Regions from separate parts of the Sus scrofa genome. Here region 1 is linked to region 2. The links are chromatin contacts, called in public Hi-C maps. All regions are on one chromosome and are shown on one strand. Each heading gives the region's core, a stretch centred on a gene start, on an enhancer-like site or on the middle of the called end of the contact. The rest is flanking DNA. Distances are from core to core; before and after follow the strand shown.

Region 1 (5,145 bases), core at 2,336-4,835, 340 kb before region 2:
CAGGCCCCACAACGGGTCCGGGCTCGCATTTCAATGGATTAAACCAGACCGTGTTGAACCGAGCGGACGCTTTGGCTAAAGACCCGAAAATGTTGCGGAGCCAGTCCCAGCTAGACCTGTGCAAAGACTCTCCCTATGAATTGAAGAAAGGTATGTCCGACATTTAACGCGGGCTGCGTCGGTCCTGGACTTTCCTAATTTATTAAAAAACATGGCCTTGGCAGTTATTTTTCCATCAACATGAGAGAAAAGCAAAACTATCCCTCCTACTAAAAAGTTTATAGTTCATGGAGATGGATGACATAAAAATGTAAACATCTCCACACACACACACACACACACACACACACACACACACACACACAAATGTCTTAACCAACCTAAAAGAAAAATTTAAAAAAGGATTTGTATTAAATCTTATTCTGTATATTTAATGTAGCATTTTTGTATTTAAATTGATAATTCAATATCTTTGAAGTAAATTATGAAATTAAGACACCTGTACAGGCATTTAATGTTTTTTTGTAATATAAATATATACATTTGTGTTTCCCCCCAAACTGTTTCATAGTTTAAAGATACAAGTTTAATTTAATTTTTTACACCTATTGATTTTTCTGGGTATGAGCTAAAGTATTATTACGGAAAAGAAACAGGTTATACTCTTAGATTTAAAAAGTAAAAGAAAACTGCAGCCGCCTTTGTAAAATGCAAAATATTTAATTAAAAGAGATTTTAACATAACCAGAGCCACTCATTACTTTGTAGAAGCCTCAATAAACTGTCCATCGCCCTGGACAAAAGGTGCAAACTGCAACTTTTTTTCAAAGTGGGGAATGAAAGCTTCCACCGAACCTAGTGTGCCAGCGGGGAAACCGTAATTAGGCATCCAGCCCCGGGGAACCTGGCCCTGCCGGGAATGCAGATTTGGATCACTGATGCAGGCTGCTGGGGGGGAGATTGGACCCTGGAGGAGGGAGGAGAGAGACCCAAGTGTGTGCCCAGAAGGGAGAAGAGATGGCAAAGCCGGCTAGAGACATGCACCACCCGAGCTCCATCGCTTAACCTAATTACTTCCAATCAGTGTCGTGTTTTATGCAAAGCAATCAGCTGGTGAACTTTGCTAATGAGTTCGATTTTATGCCGGATTTAGCCCTTATTACTATTTCAAAGGTGCTCTGGGCTAATGCGGGCGGGGAGCGTTCGGGGATGCCAAGGAGAAGGCCTTCCCAGTCACTGTCTTTTTCTACTCCTTCAAAAGTGGGCATTGATCTCTTTGCTGGATTTGATTAAATTAGCAAATGTTCCATCCGCGACTGTGCGGGTGGTAGGCAGCGGGGTAGATCCCCGCGCAGCCGCGGGGCTGGGGCCGCGGGACCAGTGAGGGGACGGTTCCCCCCTTTCACAGGTAGGTGTCACACTTGTCCTGAATTACAAGCCTGCACTTTGCAGAGTCGGAGACTGGAGAGTGGGCGGAAGGAAGTGAGGGAGGGAGCGCCACAGGCGCTTGGTGGAAGCGAGGGGAGTCCCAAATCGATCATCACAGCCCCCCACCCCACCCCCACGGACCCCATTTTAGACAAGGGGCCTTCAAAAGTTCGAGGACATTTGCCTAGATAATGAGGCCATTGTGGACTTGATCAGGCATGTCGTCGCTTTAGCACTTTTCCTATCTCGGATTCAAGAGTCCGAGGAGCTACGAAAGTAATTTTGAGGTTTTATTTTCTCCGTTTAACCCCGCATATTTCATCTCAAAATGAAAAGTCAGGTTGCCTCGCACTCCCAAATGAGGAAGAGATACCTCTCTGTGCCCGAGGCCCGCCAGCACTGTCGGTACGCAGGTCTCCATTTTGCGCGGGAGATGTGGCATCACGGACGTGTGGAATTTCGTGGGAAAATTTCAGTGGTCGGGGGAGGGGAGGGTTTACAGCAGAAACATACCCCAGCGAGGGGAATTAATTTGCTCTATTAAACCCAAGACTGAGACCAGAGAGAATGTGTTTGCACATAACACTGGTTTAATTAGGCTAAATCAAAACGCACATATTTGCATTTCTACTCAGGACAACTTTAACCCTACTTGGTTTTTTAAACACAGCCCCAACTTTCACCGAGTTTTTACTTTTGCTACTTTTAAATTTTTAACCTGCAAAGGGCTTCTTTACCTTATTCGACTTTAAACAAGTTTGAAAGCGACATTGTCCAGATGTTTTTCGCGAACAGCAGTCGACTTCAGAGTTTAAATTAGTGAGAAAATTCACGCAGAGAAAATGGTTTCAAAGCTGGAAGTGTGAATGATTAAATATGCATGAGATGATCGTATTTTATTTTGTCCCTTTAATTATAAATGATTTTTTTAAACAATTGAATTCCAGAGATGATTTGCCCTATCCCCCGCGCCCAATCCCTCCTCCATCCACCCCCCGCCCCCAACAGCCCGGCTCACAATCAGCTTTTGCCCCCCTGTTGAATATGCAGCCCCAGGAGTCATCTTCTTTTCTAAAAAACTCAAAATGGGCCAGTCCCCTTCTCTTAAGAGACAGTTTAAGGACATCAACTCTGCGGGGTTTGGAAGCACTGGCCCTAAACCCTGCCCAACGATTTTAAAAAGAAAATTACAGGCCTCCTTGTGTTCCTGGGAATATGCAAATGGCGCGGCTCGGGCCTCCCGGGTTCGGTTGCAAAGACTCGGGGGCTGGGAGCCGATTGCCCGCGGGGCTGCCTGGGAATGGGAACCGCACACCAGGGAGCCCGCGGCGTTTCTTCCCAACGAGGGGCTGAGCGAGGCGTCTCCCGGCTGGGCAGCGAAACCGCCAGAGGCTGCCCCCAGCCTGCATCCCTCCTGTCCTTGGCCTCTGCAGGGTCTAGGGTTTTCTTTGCGTACTCCTAAATACAAGCCCCAAATTAAGTTTAGGGTTTTCTCCTTTGCAGAGCTGGGTTTCACTAGCCAGTAATTTTCTAGTATCTAGAGACTTTAATGTTTGGGGCGGCCTGCCGAGCAGATCGAGGTACGTGCCTATAGGAAATGCCTCCTGTGTCTAATCCCAGAAGTTGTTCCGTGTCTGTAAGGTCCCAAGTCCCTCCTCGAACCTCCAAGGCTCTGCTTGGCTGCATCTTGGGCCGAGTCCAGGGCGATGCGCCTTGCAAGGGGCGCCGGGGGAAATCGTCCGTCCAGGATTGGGGTTTGTTCGAAGACTGGAACTGCGTCTCGGATGTTATGCGAGACAGCGCCTAAGACACCTCGGTGCTGGGGCTGCGCGGGCATTTGCCACCTGCGCTTGGCTGCACTCGTTTCAGCCCCTAAGCGGAGCCTAGCTTGGCACTTAGGAACTGAATCACTAGTCGCTGAATCCTTGGCGACGGAGACCCGAGAGCCACCGAGTAGAGTCCGTGCAGTAAGTCCCCCCGAGGCAGCGCCAAACTGGGAGCCGGCTGGGTTTCTTCCCTTACCCCTCTGTGCAGGGCCCAACCAGTTTCTGGGATTTGGGGTGAGAAGCCAACAACCCAGTCAATCCCTGAGGGCGCATACTTGGGCACTGAGGTGAGGCTGCGGAAGGGGCCATTTCCCTTCCGGCTCCACGGATCCGATCGAGGTGCCAGGGCGGAAGTGTTGCTCCCGGCCCTGGGTGAGGGGCCTTCATTGAGGCCTCCAGGTTTGCAAACCCCTCGGGGTCTTTCATTCCCGGTGATGTGCGCAGCTCTTGGAGTCTGGAAGGTTGGGGGCTGCGGGATGGGATGGGGTGGTCGGGCATGCAGTTTCCGAACTGACCGTACCTCCCAGCCCACCTGTCCCGCATAATAAGCTGCCAGCTCGGGCAGAGGCACAGAATAGCGCGCTGCAAAGCGCCCAAAGTGAAAGGAATGTGATTGCGTTCCCAAGAGGGAGCCGGAGGAGGATGCAGTTTAGGAAGGGCGCCGCCTACTGGTCCCTGGGCGCCACGCGGCTCACTGAGAGGAGGAGTTGGGAGAAACCCGGCTATGCCCCCAACCCACAGCCTGTTCTGATCCCCAAGAGGGCCAAACGTAAACTGTTTCGCCACCCCAATCTCTGAGGCCTGGGACCCAGGACCGAGTTAACATTGAGGATTCGGAAAGCGGAGCCTACAGATTCCCGCCATGGCTTGGGCACAGTGTCGAAAACAAGGCGGCCGGCAAATGAGAAACGTGCCGGCGGCTGGAGCAGTCTGCGGGTGGGGGCCGCAGCCTGCGGGTGGGGGCCGCAGCCGTTCGAAGCCCAAGGAGTGTCGACGCTGCCGCTCCGCTTCAGGTGCATGCATTCCGTTTCTGCTGGCCTTCCCTTGGCCGGCCTCTGGGCCCCACACAGGTTTGGTATGGCCGGGTGGGGTGGGAGGGGGGTCTACCACGCAGCCGCACCCCCAAAGACCGTTTTGGCCTGTGGGTTGGGCAATCTTTAGGAAAAGGAAAAACAAAACAAAACTACCCTCGAATTTTTTCAATCCCCCATCTCGAAAGCACGTTTAATGAGGTGGGCGTGCAAAGCAGGAGGTGCTCAGGCGGCGTGCCCCTCCACCCCTCCGAAGTGGTAACTGGTCGTATCAACTGGTCTCCCCCGGTGCACGGATGTTAGCCTGGCTTTTCTCATTCTTTGCCACCCGGCCACCCAATAGGAGGAAGATCGGGCCTGGCGGAGATCTTGCATCCCGCCCTCCCGCCAGACTGACTAAAGCTGCGGGACTGTCCCTAGCCCCACCCCGCGTGTCTCCCTTTTGGACCAGGCCAGTGCTGGTCTCCTTTTCGTTTTCGCTCTAAATGCGACTTGGGTCCCAGGCTTCAGGTGGGGCCCAGGTTGTGGCCTAACGCGATTGCCTCAGGGACCGGGCTGCAGCTCTGGCTGCACACCCCGCGCTGGCCGACCCCTCTGGGCCGTTGGGGAATCTCTGGCCTCCGTTCTGCCGGAGTCCCCAACCCTGGGTCCCCAAGGCCACCCTCCCGGCCGCGCTCGTTTCCGGCGCCCAGACGAGCCCTGTGCTCCCAAACGCCACTTTCCCCAGTGAAACCTGCTTTTATTTGCTCCGAGCAAACCTCGGGCTCTCAGCGCTCCCGCCTGATGGATGCAAATGTAAATGTGCACTTATTTAATTGGATCAGGCCCCAAGATAAAAGAGATAAACGGCTCCCCGTTTG
Region 2 (5,302 bases), core at 312-2,811:
CAGCTGTTTTGTTTTCTGTTGGCTTCCACGCCGCCGATTGGTGGGTGCTCGTGCTGTACTGGTTGCTAAATATTTTGATCGTCACCCCAGAAGCCAGGTAGGGAAGAGGCATGCGATACGCGGTAGCAGCTTTCAATAATTTCGCCCTGCATTCCTGCCAGCCATCTCACCTGTGGTATTCAGTTAATATATATTTGCAATATACAGAAAATGTATTCATGTTTTCCCTTTCAGGAACTGCCTGCGAAGTGCCTTCTGCCAGCAAAAGAATGCAAGGAGTCTTTGGGTTCTATTTTTCTCAATAAGCAAAATGAGCACAAGAAGCCACAGTTCTACTGATGCTTCCCCCAAATCCGATTCTTCCTCCTAACAGACTTTGCCACCACGTTATAAACAAACCAAATACGGCACTGGGGTACCCCGATTCTGGTCCATGCTGAGCAGTATTGCAAACAAGTTTGCAGAAAAAGGCGGGGGCAGGGGAGCCTCTCTTGCCTTTTCTCAAATTTTCTTTATATGTAAGCTTCCCACCTTTGGGAGAGTTCATGGAGCTAATTGTGCATTTTCCCTTGTGTGAATAAAGGACAAGTTGCCTGCTTTCACTTCAAATTGCTTGGCCCTCAATCAACATCACCATAAATATGACAGATGAATATTAAATCCAAATATTTTATTGGTGCAGATAAATATGATTTGTAAAAAGAGTCAAATTAACAATCCATTACATACTAATGGGTTCTAATCAATAAGTTTAATTTGACTAAAAGGAGAGGGGCAGGGAGAAAAGTGACCCAATTACACCCAAATGGTGCGATTTAAAATTATAAAGGTGACTGACTTCTCCAACTTTTGAGCTATATTCTGATCTAGGGGCTTATGGACCCAAGGCCTGAACTCTGTTGAGAGTGGACTTGTGTCTGTGGTTTATACACTCATGTTTCCAATTATTTTTCTTTTTAAAAAACCGTTGCTTAATTTAAATACCAAAAAAAAAGGGACAGAGCATAATAAAAGCAAACAAGCTCCGACAACCCAGAAAGAAAAAAATATTTGTTAGTATCATATTTGCATCAGATTATTTTAATACAAATCAATCAATGTATATAAAACAGGAGTCTTTTTTATCCCCCTCTCTGTCTCAATGTCCCTTCTTTCCCTTCTTCTTCCCCAGAGGCTGGGCGAAATAGTGTATGTTTCCTTCCTGCCCTCGGTTCTGTTCTATTACTAAATATAAAGGGCTTCAGGAGTCAGCAGAGTATCACTGGATGTGTTCGTGAAAATTCTCCACCAGGCTTTTGCCACCTAACATCCTAAGTCATCTCTTTTAGTATGCCGACCTGTGATTTTTTTTTTAATTTTGTATTTATTTTTTCACTTATTCATTCCTCTGCTGGTGAGCGATTAGAATGAGCTGGCTTACTAAGGTTATTCTGACATCACTTAGGGAAAAGGTGCCCACGTTCCTTGATTATGGACGTAAATTCCATTCAGGTCCTAGGACAGGCCACAGCCTCGCCTAGGGAAGGCTTTGCAGCCTCTTCTCCAGAGCTCAATCACGGGAGAACCAAGGTACAAAGAGCGTCCCCTCCTCCTCCTTGGCCACTGCTCCCGAGTTTTATGCGAGGACTCTGATCGGTTTGGCTCAAACTGGCAGGCGCCTCTGAGCGCGAAACGTGCCCTCCTTCGCTCTTTTCTCTTCCATTCTGTGGCGATAGAACCGAAATACGGGAGGAAACAGACAACGCTTTTATTTGCAGCCGCCTCTGCCTCTTCAGATGGGGTGGCTTCGGCACATCCATAATCCTTGTGTCAGTCTGCTCCCTAGCGTCGCCGGGCGGGTCCAGCATCTGACAGCCTCCGATCTGAAGCTGCCGGCAGCTCCCTTCTAAGAAGCAGCTCACAGCTCCGGCCGCCCTCCGGCAGAAGAGGAACAAAGCCCAGCGGACTATCTCGCTATCTTCTGGGTGGCAAGGAAATCTCAATTATACACCCAAGGGATGTGGTTTATGAAAAACTAGAAAGAATGTTTAAATTGTATACGTAAATTGTTTTGTTTTACAAGCTGGGGTAAATCAGCACATTTGCAGCCCATATTTATCTGATCCACTCCATAAGACTCTTTTTGAATGTATACCATTGATGTGGGGTAGATGCCTATGCGAAACATAACCGACCCCCTAAATTCAATTAGGGCATTAGGGGGGGAAATGGAAATTTTGCTCTGGGGTTAGTCAAGATTGCTGAGAACTTCTCGGAATAGTTCCTTGGCTCTGACTGAAGATTGAAATCGAAGGATAAAATTTCCAACGGATGCCGGGTAGTCAGAATATTGACTGGGGCTCGCCTTTTTAAGAAAAAGATGGCAAATGAAATATCTTCCTTTTACCTGATTTCTAGCTCATTTTAAAAACGATCATTTTTGTGTCTCCCCAACATGTTCGACATTTATTGAGCTAGATGCAGGCTTAATTCACATTCTCTATCCGGATGATCATACATGGTGGAAGATGAGAATACAAAATTCCACAAGACAAACCATAAATTGGAGGAAAAAAAAAATACCCCAAGGAAGAAAATATTTGAAAAGAGTGTTTTATTTTTATGCAACTCTAAGCAGCAGAGCACACCCTAGGGATGTGGTTGATGAAAAAGTAGGCGTGTTTAAATTGTATATGTAAACTGTTTTGTTTTGCAAGCTGGGGTAAATCACAGATAGAGGTCACAGTGATGAGAAAAGTTTGAACTGGCGTGGGAGCCTAAGCAGGAATAATCTGGCTTTGACCGTGGGCTCTGAGCCCTAATCACTGATAACAGCCGTCTAGCAACCCAGGGGCTCCACTTCATATCGATGTGGCATTTACTTCTCCAGAAAGTCCCCCACTCGGGCCAGCACTTATGGCAAGATAATTAATAGTCCCCTGAGTTATAGATTCTGAGTTAAAGGTAACAGTACATAATAGAAGTCAAGGTCACCCATAATACAGTAGCTTCTATAACAAAGGGGATTATTACTGCAATTACCGTCCTGTTGGAAAGATTTTATAAGTTTTCATCATTTTAATTCTTAAATCTTCTTCTTGCCAGTGAAGTTTATACTCTCCGATTTACGATCGAGGAATAAAAAGCCTCTCCCACAAAATCTTTCTCCTCTGAGCCTTCAAGGGGCTTCTAGGGAGGTGGAGAGACAGAATGGTAATCCTATGTAGCAGCAAGACCTTCGAAAATTTTCCGCAGGCTGGACCTGTCTCCTTTGCATTGCTCCTTCCTATGCTATAGCAAACATACTGAAATACACTCAAATCCCACCTTAGATGTAACTTCTTTTTTTTTTTTCTCTACAAAATGGGAAAGAAGTTTCTAGTTTTCTGTATAACATTATTTATTCATTTTCAGTGGATAGTGTTCTTTTCTCTTTTGCAGCCAGTGATTTTATCCCCCCCAGGTCTCAAATGTTTTCGAAAGACCTTAAAGGTTTGAGCCTCTGGCCCTTTGCCTGTTGGGTCCTGTGAAGGCAACAGTTCTCTCTGCCAAGACCTAAACTGGACTTGAACCTAAGAGCATGTTTCCCACCCAAACTATTTAGTGTCTAAATTTGCTCCTGGCTGGAAGAACTAGAGTTCCTGTCGTTTAAACCAAAAACAAAAAACAAAAAACAAACAAACAAAAAAACCCACTAAACCCAACCTGTTTTAAAAGCTTCTAAAAATAAGGGTTCAGTCCTCAAAATTGTAATTAATTTAATAAGACATCCTGCCCAGAGCAGCTCAGAAGCTCTGCAAGCCTGTGAGTGTGTGGCGGTGACAGACAGCATCACACAAGTGCTCTCTGAAACGGTTTCTAACTAACACCGCACTCATTTTTATGACCTGGACAGTCTTGCCGTCTTTCTGCTCAGGACAAAAGAGCGAGCAGACACAATCATCTTTTGAGAATGATGGCATCGTCATTGTCTGCATAGCAGGACTGTAATTAAGCACCAGAAATAGGACAGCTGAGAACGGACAAAGAGAGGGGAAGGGAGGGATGGTGAGCCGGCGGCGTTGCGGTGAGAGGCCTGAGCAAAGATAGTAGCTGACATCGAGTACATGCATGGATGAGGTCATCGGCGAAAGAGTTGTGTGTCCAGATGGAGGAAAAAAAAAAAAAAGTGAATTCAGCCAGAGGAAGGGAGGCCCAGCAAGCTGCTTAGTGTTCTGGGCCCAGCTCACATGCCCCCTCCTCCAGGCAGACCTCAGGGCTATCTCCTGGAAGAATTATTCATGTACCAAATATTTATGGAGGGTCTGTTATGTGCCAAGCACTATTTTAGGTGCTGGAGATTCTCAGTGTGAGTGAGACAAACCAGGTCCCTGCCTTTTGGGGGGCACACTTGAATGTCCACTCCGGAAGGAGTCAGCCGTGCAAAAACCCAGGAGAAGAGCATTTGACACAGAAAGGGCTGTAATGGCAAAGTTCCCAGGATGGGCGTAAGACTGGGGCATCTCAGGAGTCTAAAGAAGGCCAGAGATTTGGAGCTAGAGGGTGGGGGAGGAGGGTGAGACCAGAGAGGTAGCCGCAGGTGAGGGGTCCGAATTGGGTTTTAAGCATGGCGCTGATATGATCTTTCATTTGCACAGAAGTGCATATGTCGCAGGGGCTCTTCTTTTCAGGCTTCTCACCTCTGAGCCAGCAATGACATGCTATATGCACCCAAAGCAGCCACCTCATCAAGGTGCACAGAACTGAAAATGGGTCAGGATTCAGATAAATACACAGGCTGTGAACACCCACTTACTCTGGGTGTTGCCCACTGACCTCGCTGAGGCTCAGCGGGTTGGTGGATGATAACACATAAAATGAAAGCTCATTCTGAAACCAGACGCACCAGGAGGGTTCACAAAGGACGCCAACAAAACCTTCATTGTCTTTGATTTCTCTCACCCCATGGCGAATGAAGCTACATAAAAATGTATTTCTTTCCAGAAATCAGAATGTCAATCATGAGTCGTTTAAGACCTACCCAAGTCTAGCCCCCATGGAGGAGTGAATAAAACACATTCATGAAAGTTGTACCCAGGTATTCATTGCATACGTGAGCAAGTGCATGAATGGATTTCTTCATGTGTGCCTCAGAGACGCCCCAAGTGGTTTTAGCCTAGATACCCTTTTTCGGATCCCGAAGAAAGACACCATCCTTATTCCAGCTCCCAGCAAGTCCTCCAAGTTATTTAGAGATCTTCTTTAGTGTGTGGACTCCCAAAACATCAGAGTGACAAGCCTAATCCCAGCTGGAAACTCTGAGGCCCAGAGAAGGGAAGTGACT

The links. A called contact is a pair of places that touch in the nucleus more often than the background predicts.
Region 1: a contact with region 2 is called in a Hi-C map of embryonic fibroblasts, with 4 times the contacts expected there. The contact joins two enhancer-like sites. A contact is called at or near these places in 6 of 47 Hi-C or Micro-C datasets (brain, embryonic fibroblasts, fetal heart ventricle and 3 more).

Annotation. Positions count from the first base shown.
Region 1 is chr6:30,506,916-30,512,060 of Sscrofa11.1, reverse strand. IRX5 (iroquois-class homeodomain protein IRX-5) reads left to right here. Exons shown (of 4, transcript XM_021094164.1): 4 at 1-798. The coding sequence ends at 167. Among named protein-coding and RNA genes, the nearest start is that of IRX5, 5.5 kb to the left of the region's middle. Within about 2 kb of position 3,585, at least 11 of the 83 cell types and tissues checked have an H3K27ac peak or open chromatin away from gene starts, as enhancers often do.
Region 2 is chr6:30,167,245-30,172,546 of Sscrofa11.1, reverse strand. No RefSeq gene overlaps it. Among named protein-coding and RNA genes, the nearest start is that of IRX6, 35 kb to the left of the region's middle. Within about 2 kb of position 1,561, at least 19 of the 83 cell types and tissues checked have an H3K27ac peak or open chromatin away from gene starts, as enhancers often do.